Linked DNA regions of Mus musculus: regions 2 and 3 are each linked to region 1. A link is a contact called in public HiChIP or PLAC-seq and promoter capture Hi-C data. All regions are on one chromosome and are shown on one strand. The core of a region is the stretch at or near the end of the contact, and the rest is flanking DNA. Distances in the headings are between cores, read along the strand shown. Region 1 holds the start of Tusc2 (tumor suppressor 2, mitochondrial calcium regulator). Region 2 overlaps Dcaf1 (DDB1 and CUL4 associated factor 1). Region 3 holds the start of Rad54l2 (RAD54 like 2 (S. cerevisiae)).

The links. Promoter capture Hi-C pulls out the DNA fragments that hold promoters and counts their contacts. HiChIP or PLAC-seq counts read pairs in DNA pulled down with a chosen protein or histone mark.
Region 2: a contact with region 1 is called in an H3K4me3 HiChIP or PLAC-seq map of bone marrow-derived macrophages, with 4 times the contacts expected there. The contact joins the enhancer-like site here to the promoter of Tusc2 in region 1. A contact is called at or near these places in 1 of 39 promoter capture datasets (cranial neural crest) and 3 of 115 datasets of contacts at active chromatin or transcription factors (bone marrow-derived macrophages, differentiating embryonic stem cells and embryonic stem cells).
Region 3: a contact with region 1 is called in a promoter capture Hi-C map of 3T3-L1-derived adipocytes, with 5 times the contacts expected there. The contact joins the promoter of Rad54l2 here to the promoter of Tusc2 in region 1. A contact is called at or near these places in 6 of 39 promoter capture datasets (3T3-L1-derived adipocytes, hippocampal neurons, liver and 2 more), 2 of 115 datasets of contacts at active chromatin or transcription factors (bone marrow-derived macrophages and memory CD8 T cells) and 1 of 9 other capture datasets (embryonic stem cells).

Annotation. Positions count from the first base shown.
Region 1 is chr9:107,561,868-107,564,567 of GRCm38.p6, forward strand. It overlaps Tusc2 (tumor suppressor 2, mitochondrial calcium regulator), which reads left to right and starts at 1,388. Exons shown (of 3, transcript NM_019742.4): 1 at 1,388-1,665. The coding sequence starts at 1,520. Rassf1 (Ras association (RalGDS/AF-6) domain family member 1) reads left to right here. Exons shown (of 6, transcript NM_001243748.1): 6 at 1-400. Gm9917 (predicted gene 9917) reads right to left here. Exons shown (of 2, transcript NR_166687.1): 2 at 1-2,046.
Region 2 is chr9:106,856,905-106,859,604 of GRCm38.p6, forward strand. It overlaps Dcaf1 (DDB1 and CUL4 associated factor 1), which reads left to right. Exons shown (of 24, transcript NM_001373930.1): 14 at 920-2,183; 15 at 2,677-2,700. Among named protein-coding and RNA genes, the nearest start is that of Rbm15b, 29 kb to the right of the region's middle. Within about 2 kb of position 1,282, at least 13 of the 459 cell types and tissues checked have an H3K27ac peak or open chromatin away from gene starts, as enhancers often do. A contact at or near this core is called in bone marrow-derived macrophages, where this site is marked.
Region 3 is chr9:106,787,771-106,790,470 of GRCm38.p6, forward strand. Rad54l2 (RAD54 like 2 (S. cerevisiae)) reads right to left here and starts at 1,443. Exons shown (of 22, transcript NM_030730.2): 1 at 1,210-1,443.

The DNA.
Region 1 (2,700 bases), core at 138-2,637:
GAAAGATTGTTTTGAGTCATGAATGGGTCTCAGGATAGCCCTATCAGAGCCAAGGGTAGCTGCTCAGAATAATACAAGCAATTAAGGTAGAGTCTGGGGTTCCCTCTTACCGTGCCTTCTGACTTCCAAACAAACACCCTGGGGTCAGAGAGGGCTGGCCAGTACAACAACTACAGTGGCTCAGTCAGTGCCTCCTCTAAGGGAAAGGTTGCTGGACCAGACCCTCTTCTTGTTTGCCAAAGCCAGAGTCTCCCTCAGATATTTTTGATGGAAGTGTATGAATGTATGTAATGTTTTGTGGCCTCAACTGAATGTGGGGAAGGGATGGGGGTGTGACAGTCATCATCAGGGCCTGATGCCTGAGAGAATTGGCTGAATAAAGATGTAAGAATTTTTCTGGTTTTGGACTCTATAGATGTGGGCCCCCAGTCGGGGTAACACCTAATGAAAGACTGCCAACAAAGATTGACACATCCAGAGTGCACCCTCTCCAAGGTCGCAGTGGGACCAATATGTTCAGGAAATGTATGCCTGTGGATTCAGGTGTCTTTCAACCCTCCAGGGCTCAGGTCATGAAGAGACAAGAATAAGCTACAGTTACTACACAGGAAACTTTTTTCTCCAGGCCAACTCAGAGAAACCATAGCAGTAACCCCTTCTCCAAAAAACTACTCGTGGGTCCCACACTTCACATGCTACCAGGGGAAAGCTGGTAATAATTATTTTCCTGAAGAATGTTCTCTGGTGAACTTACAACACTTAGTTTAGGTTCCTTCAGACCTCAAATATACTCTTAAGAAATTGATCAAAAAAGTTTTAAAAAGAAGTTTGGCTCCCTGTGCGGTTGGTCACTCCTTTAATCCCAGTATTCGGGAGACAGGCATTTGAGCGTCAGCCATTTATACATGGCAAGTGCCAGGCCAGCTAAGGCTACATAGTGAGACCCTGTCTCCAAAAGAAAAAAGAAAACAAAAACATTAAGCAAGATCCGTAGTTTCTTTACAGGCAAATGTGACAACTGCAAAGACACAGTTGTGAAAACAGCCAACCTTAGCCTCAGACAGGCCTAAGGTCCCTTAGGGGTGGAGGGGTGACCTAATTGACTATTGCTACTGGGCCGGAGTTTTGGGCGTGTCAGGGACGTAGAGACAACTATACCGGGTCCGACCTTAAAGTCAACAACAACACATTACCTCCGCCTTTCTGGAAGGGAGCTGTCCCAGCTGACCCTTGGGACCCATAGGCTTCTGGGACCTGGAGGCAGCGCATCCTGTGGTGGTCAGCCTCTGAGAGTGGCCATTGGTTCTACACCACAGACTGACGAGACCTTTAGCCACTCAGAGGAGGCACCGTGCAGGACGCGCGGAAGCGGAAGTGAGGTTTCCGTGGAGACAGCAGAGCCTGCGGAAGGCGGCGGCGGCGGCACCTGCGAGTGGAAGCTGGGGCAGGGCATGGTCGCGCCCGCCGCGCTGTGAGAGCGGAGCGGCCGCTGGGTCCGCCATGCGCCCGCGGCGCTGACATGGGCGCCAGCGGCTCCAAAGCTCGGGGCCTCTGGCCCTTTGCCTCCACTCCGGGGGGCGGCGGCCCAGAGGCGGCAGGCTCCGAGCAGTCTCTGGTGCGGTCTCGAGCCCGAGCAGTGCCTCCCTTCGTATTCACGCGCCGCGGGTAAGGGCATGGGTATCTGCCTTTGGGAGGACATCCGGGAATGAGAAACGCCCCCCTACATTTGAATCAGACGACTGTCATATTTTGGGTCCCAGTCAAAGCAAGGAGAAGGGAAAACCAAGCGGCGTTCAGCTCTTGACCGCCCAGATGGTCTTTTTAGAGAATTGCCTGAGGTTCGTCTCTTAGGGAGCAGCTCCATAATTCAGCTAAGACGGCCTCTAAGAGTCTTAAAACCTCCCTTTCATCCAACTCAGCCTGCAAATTAAAGGCATTTATGTCCCTTCTGTTCTTCTAAGCCTTAGAAGAAATCTAAGGGAAGATGACCTTCTGTTTAGGTGTCTTGCCTTCCTCACTGTGAAGTTGGACCTCCGAGAATAGTGTCTGGAAAAGCAGAGAAAGGCGTCAGTGTTGAAGGTGGGGCCACAACAAAAAAAGTGCCCTCAGCCAGTTGGGTTCTCTAGATCTGGAACACTAACCTAACCTTCTTTTTTCCCAGGTGCTCACACAAAATGGCCTGGACCTAGTGAGCTCCTAGGGACTGGCATTCCCTGTGATGGAAATTTGACCGTAAATACCAGAAAGACCCAACAGTGTCGATTAGACAGTGCCAGCCACTGGGGAATGACTTGGAGTGCAGCCTTCTGGGCTCAGACATCCACCATCTTGGTCTTTGGCCCTGGACCAGCAGTGTCTTTAGAAGTGAGACCAGTATGCCCAGGCCACTACCCCACCCACTCCATAAATAAGCCCTAGGTGAAGGGCCTGCTACTAGAATCATGACCTTTGTGAAACAGACCAGTGGTGAGGACTAACTTTAGTTGCCTAGAGAGGGTGCTCTGATGTGACATCCTGTTGGTATGACAGGGCAACAGTGGCCTTGTCACACTGCCTGCTTCCCTCCGGGCACCAAGCAAAGAGTTCTTCCACGGAGAACGCACGTTGTGCGTCTTCTCTTGGGGTTCAGCGTACTTCCCTGTGGTCTGTGGCCCTTGCCAAGGCCAGGGATGAGGCTCCAATCCAGCCTGTTCCCCTTCT
Region 2 (2,700 bases), core at 32-2,531, 710 kb before region 1:
GCAGTCAGTGCTCTTAACCGATAAGCCATCTCTCCAGCCCCTGTCTTTTCCCTTTTTAAGAGTCTTCCTTTGCCAGGTATGGTAGTGCATACTTTTAATCCCAATACTTGGGAGGCAGCGGCAGGTGGATCTCTGAGTTGGAGGTCAGCCTGGTCTACAGAGTGAGTTTTAGGACAGCTAGTGCTGTGAAGAGAGAGACTGTCTCAAAAAACAAAACAAAAAGGAAACCAATAAAATAGAACACAAAGGTCACCATTTTTCTCTTTCTTAGGCTCTGTTTTAGTTCCATTCCTTTTCTAGTGGTGAGTTGTTTTTGAGACATGTTCTTATTCTAGTCCATGCTGGCCTGGAGTTTACTTTTAGCCCAAGCTTGCCTTGAAATTGTTAGTATCTTCCTGTCTTGGCTTTCTGAATACTGACATCCTAGATATGTAAGTTTTTCTTCTGTTTCATTTTAATTCTAGATTTTATATGTGAATTATGTTATTTTATATCTTGAGATCCATCTATTTTCTTTTTTTCCTATTTACATTTTATTATTTGTTTTGTGTGTGTTCTTGCACACTCTGGTGTATGTGTGGAGGAAAAGAGGGTAACTTACTGGAGTAAGTTCTGTCCACAAATGTCAGTTCTTAGGCTTGATGCCAAGAGCTTTTTAGCCAATAAGCCATTTTGCCCACCCTGTCTGTTTTCTTGTAAAATAACATAATTTCATTTTTTTTTATTGCTGAGTAAGATTTCTTTGTGCATAAGGTTTGTCCATTTGTCTGTTGATGGATGCTTGTACTGATCCCATAACTTGGCTGTTGTTAATAGTGCACACTAAAGATAAATGTATAAACTGTTCCTGTAATATCTTGACATGAGTCTTCTAGCTATTAGTTTTATGAGGAATAATGTAATTTTTCCTATGTTATAGGTATCAGCATTATTTTGGGCGTGGCTGAGGGTGAGTTCTTTATCCATGATGCTGAAATTCAGAAGTCAGCACTTCAAATTATCATCAATTGTGTATGTGGTCCAGATAACCGAATATCCAGTATTGGCAAATTTATTTCTGGAACTCCTCGGAGAAAGCTGTCTCAGACTCCCAAGAGTAGTGAGCATACTCTGGCCAAGATGTGGAATGTGGTCCAGTCCAACAATGGCATCAAGGTGCTTCTGTCCCTGTTGTCCATCAAGATGCCCATTACAGACGCAGACCAGATCCGGGCCCTGGCCTGCAAAGCCCTTGTAGGCCTGTCTCGAAGTAGCACTGTTCGACAGATCATCAGTAAACTTCCCCTTTTTAGTAGCTGCCAGATTCAACAGCTGATGAAAGAGCCTGTGCTGCAGGATAAGCGTAGTGACCATGTCAAGTTCTGCAAATACGCTGCTGAGCTCATTGAGCGTGTATCAGGAAAGCCTCTTCTCATTGGCACTGATGTGTCTCTCGCACGACTGCAGAAAGCAGATGTTGTTGCTCAGTCGAGGATCTCCTTCCCTGAGAAAGAGCTGCTCCTGTTGATACGGAACCATCTCATTTCTAAAGGGCTTGGAGAGACAGCAACTGTGCTGACGAGAGAGGCTGACCTGCCCATGACTGCTGCCTCACATTCTTCTGCCTTCACCCCAGTGACTGCTGCTGCTTCTCCTGTCTCTCTTCCCCGGACCCCTCGGATTGCCAACGGCATTGCAAGTCGACTGGGCAGCCATGCTACTGTGGGTGCTTCTGCCCCTTCTGCTCCCCCTGCCCATCCTCCACCACGGCCCCCCCAGGGTTCATTGCCTTTGCCTGGCCCATCATATGCAGGCAATTCCCCTTTGATTGGTAGGATCAGTTTTATCAGAGAGAGGCCATCACCGTGCAATGGCAGGAAAATTCGAGTGTTGCGGCAGAAGTCGGACCATGGTGCATACAGCCAGAGCCCTGCCATAAAAAAACAATTGGATAGACATCTTCCTTCCCCACCTACGCTGGACAGTATCATCACAGAGTATCTTAGAGAGCAACATGCTCGATGCAAGAACCCCGTTGCCACCTGTCCTCCTTTTTCTCTCTTTACTCCTCATCAGTGTCCTGAACCAAAACAGAGGCGGCAAGCGCCAATAAACTTTACCTCAAGGCTAAACCGCAGGGCATCATTTCCAAAATATGGAGGGGTAGATGGCGGATGCTTTGATAGGCACCTTATCTTTAGCAGGTAAGGAGAGGTTCCCGGAATTCCTTGGGATGATTCTTTTATTTAAATCAGTGTTTGGTCAGTATCATCCCTGAGTCATTAGTTAAAGTCATTTGCTGGCCTGAAGATTAACTGAGTGTCCTTTATGTGCTGTATGAACTAATCAGTCAGTTATGGGTTATTTAGATTCTCGGCAGTAAGATCTCTTTGCTGTCGTCACAACCAGTAGGTTGTTTTAGCCATTTCTCAAACTTGCCTTTTGTGCCAGCCATGTTTCCTTCTGTGTGATTCTTTATAAATCATAGGTACAGATCATGGGTCTACACACTTTCCACAAGTCTTTTTTTCATTGAGAATTTAAACTATTGAATGTCACTCTAATGCTTTAGAATCCACTTTTTATTTGAAAGGCTTCACATTTTGAAACAAAATACCATCTAGCAAAATTTTGTGTTTCAGAGTTCCCGGACATGCTTTATTCTGATTTATGCTCTTCCCCCAACCCCTCGTTTAGATTTCGTCCGATTTCAGTATTCCG
Region 3 (2,700 bases), core at 193-2,692, 770 kb before region 1:
GTTAGTGAAGCCTTTTACATTAGTTTGGGCTTAGAAGAATTGTACTGAAAGCTCCAAGAATTACAACATACTATGGGGTCTAGGTTTGTGGATCATTACAAACAATAGCCACAGTGCTAAAAACAAAATATGAGTCACAATTCAAAAAAGAGGGCAAAGGGGGAAAAAATGAACAGAGAAAAGCTTTAAAGTCAAATACCATTAAGAAATTTGTTACTTAAATGACTGCCGGCGACAGCCACCACACTGACTTTGGAGTAAGAAGGAAAGGTCCACACTGTCCTCTCCTCTAGAACAAATTCATTAAGCCCCCCCAAATACCCATTCCAGCTTCAAAGTCCAGGCATCAACAGTCAGCCACATCCGCCAGCAAGAGCAGTAATCTAACAGATCTGAGTCACACACTCCCCCGCAGTAAGAGGTCATTCTCTAGCAGGAAGCCCACTCTGCAAAGTGCTCTTGTTCTACTCCCAGACAGCCACCATGACCCACATAAAGCCAATTCTTCGACCCCAGAAGCTGCCGGCCATCTTCTCCCTCCCTCCCCAGCTCGCATCGGCCTTTTCCTAACCCAATGCAGCTAACACTACTCCTGTGACAAGTTTCCTACCTGAGAACCACTCTTAACTCGGATACATCTTAGCCGTGAAGGATCCATCTAGCTCCTAGCTCAACTCTTTTGTGCCCAACTAAGCTCGTGCCTTTCCAGGAACTACTCACCAATTACCTCAGAGAAGCTAAACTCTCCATGCCTCTTCTCCCCAAACCCGACTCAGCCTAACAAATTCTCAGACGGCCCGAGGGAGTTCAGAGACCCACACCTATGTCCACTAGGGACCAAGCCACAGGGGTCCCTAAAATTCGAACCACAATCCCTCTCCCTCAAACCACGGCACGGTTTGCCGGTGTTATAATATAACATCAGGAGCGCATAGCCACTGTAGTTCAGTCTCGGTAATTACGACTGCCTTCCTTGACAACGAAATCCCAAAATATCAAGCCACTGAAGTCCCGGGTGGATGCCAAGACCCCCTCCAAGCCTACAGTCACTGGAGTTTCCCAGGTCGGACGCAGCTCCCCCCAAGGCCCAAGCCGCCAGGAGTAGCTTGCTACCCCAGGCTGCTGCACGCCGGGGACTCTGGCCGCGTCCCCATTGTTGCGGGTCCCAGCGGCCCCGGCAGGGAGTAAGGGGACCGCAGGGGCTCTCACCTCCCGTGCCACGGATCCGGGCCGCACCGGACCGGGCTGGGCCGTAGGACCTCGCGTTCTGCCGCACCCTCTTGGACAGTGTCTGCGGCGGCGGGAGCCGGAGAAGCGGCTGAGGCGGGAAGCAGCCAGCCAGGCCCGGGCGCCGCAGGCTGGCTCTGGCCGAGGGTCGGTCTTCTCCGGCGGCGGCGCTCTCAGCCTCCGCTCGCGGTCCGCGCCAGAAAGCTTCCCCCTCCCGGCCCTCTCACCCGGCCACCCGGGCGGGAACACAAGCCACCCGCAGCAAAGTTCCGCTGTGAGTCCTGTTGTTCTTTCCCAGGGAAAGACACTAAACGGCGATTCTTGGGTGAGTAAGGTGTATTTACTACAGAGGACCTTTTCATGAATAAGTGAGACTAAAAAAATAAAATAAGAAATAAAACAAAATCGAAAACAAAAACAATCCCATGCTAGAACCTGCCTGGAACTGGTAGAGCCAACTGAATGGATTTTACTAACTACCAAAAACACACACTTATCAGTACAAATGAGCCTGAGCTCCTACACTTCTCAATTTGGTATTACGTCAAAACATACCGGGAACGAGATAGTGCGGATATGAGGTGTAAATTCGTTGAGGGTGCTGTCAAAAGTCAATGCTACTACAGCTGTAGCTTCCAACAAAAGTTGTTCTTCCTTGAATTGATGCATGCCATTGTAATTCTCGGTCTTCCTCCCTTCCTCCCTACCTGTCCGTGGTTCCTGTTGACTGCAGCTGTCTCCAGAAAACTAGCAGAGGCGACGGCCGAGTTGGGAGGGGGGAGTACTGCGGAGGGGGGATCGCACTCAAACGTAGGTTTCTCCCTGAAGTTGGAGATTGTTATGCTCCACTTTCTTATGAGCTGTATTGTTGTCTCTTTCCACTACATTACCTTGGCTCTCCACCCGCAACCCCCACCACCGCCAAAGTGAATATGAGCGAAAGATGAAAATATTGGGTATGTGGGTCTGGTTTTTTTTTTTTTTAAGTTTTTTTTGTTTGTTAGGTTCATTATTGGTTTTTGTTGTTGTTGTTTTGGTTTTTCGAGACAGGGTTTCTCAGAAATCCACCTGCCTCTACCTCTCAAGTTCTTGAATTAAAGGCATGTGGCACCAGTCCAGTTATTAGAACCATCTCTCAAATTACAAAAGTTTAAATATGTACAGATAATAGCCCTATAAATGACCAGAGGGACAAAAATGAGACCAGAGACTCTAAAGGAGCCTTACTTATTATCTCTCTTCACATAAGTGAGCTTATATGAAGAACTTATTTCTCTTTCATAACTGAGCTTGGAGTAACAGGAGCCAACAATGGCTCCCCGCCCTCCCCCACCGCCGTCCCGTTCCCCCCTCCCTCCCCGTGATAGAAGTTTCTTCTATTCTTTCCTCTCAGGAAGCCACTGTTCTGAAACATATAGATGGCTATTGATGGCTCTTCATTCAAATAAACTTAAAAGAGCTGGGCAGTGGTGG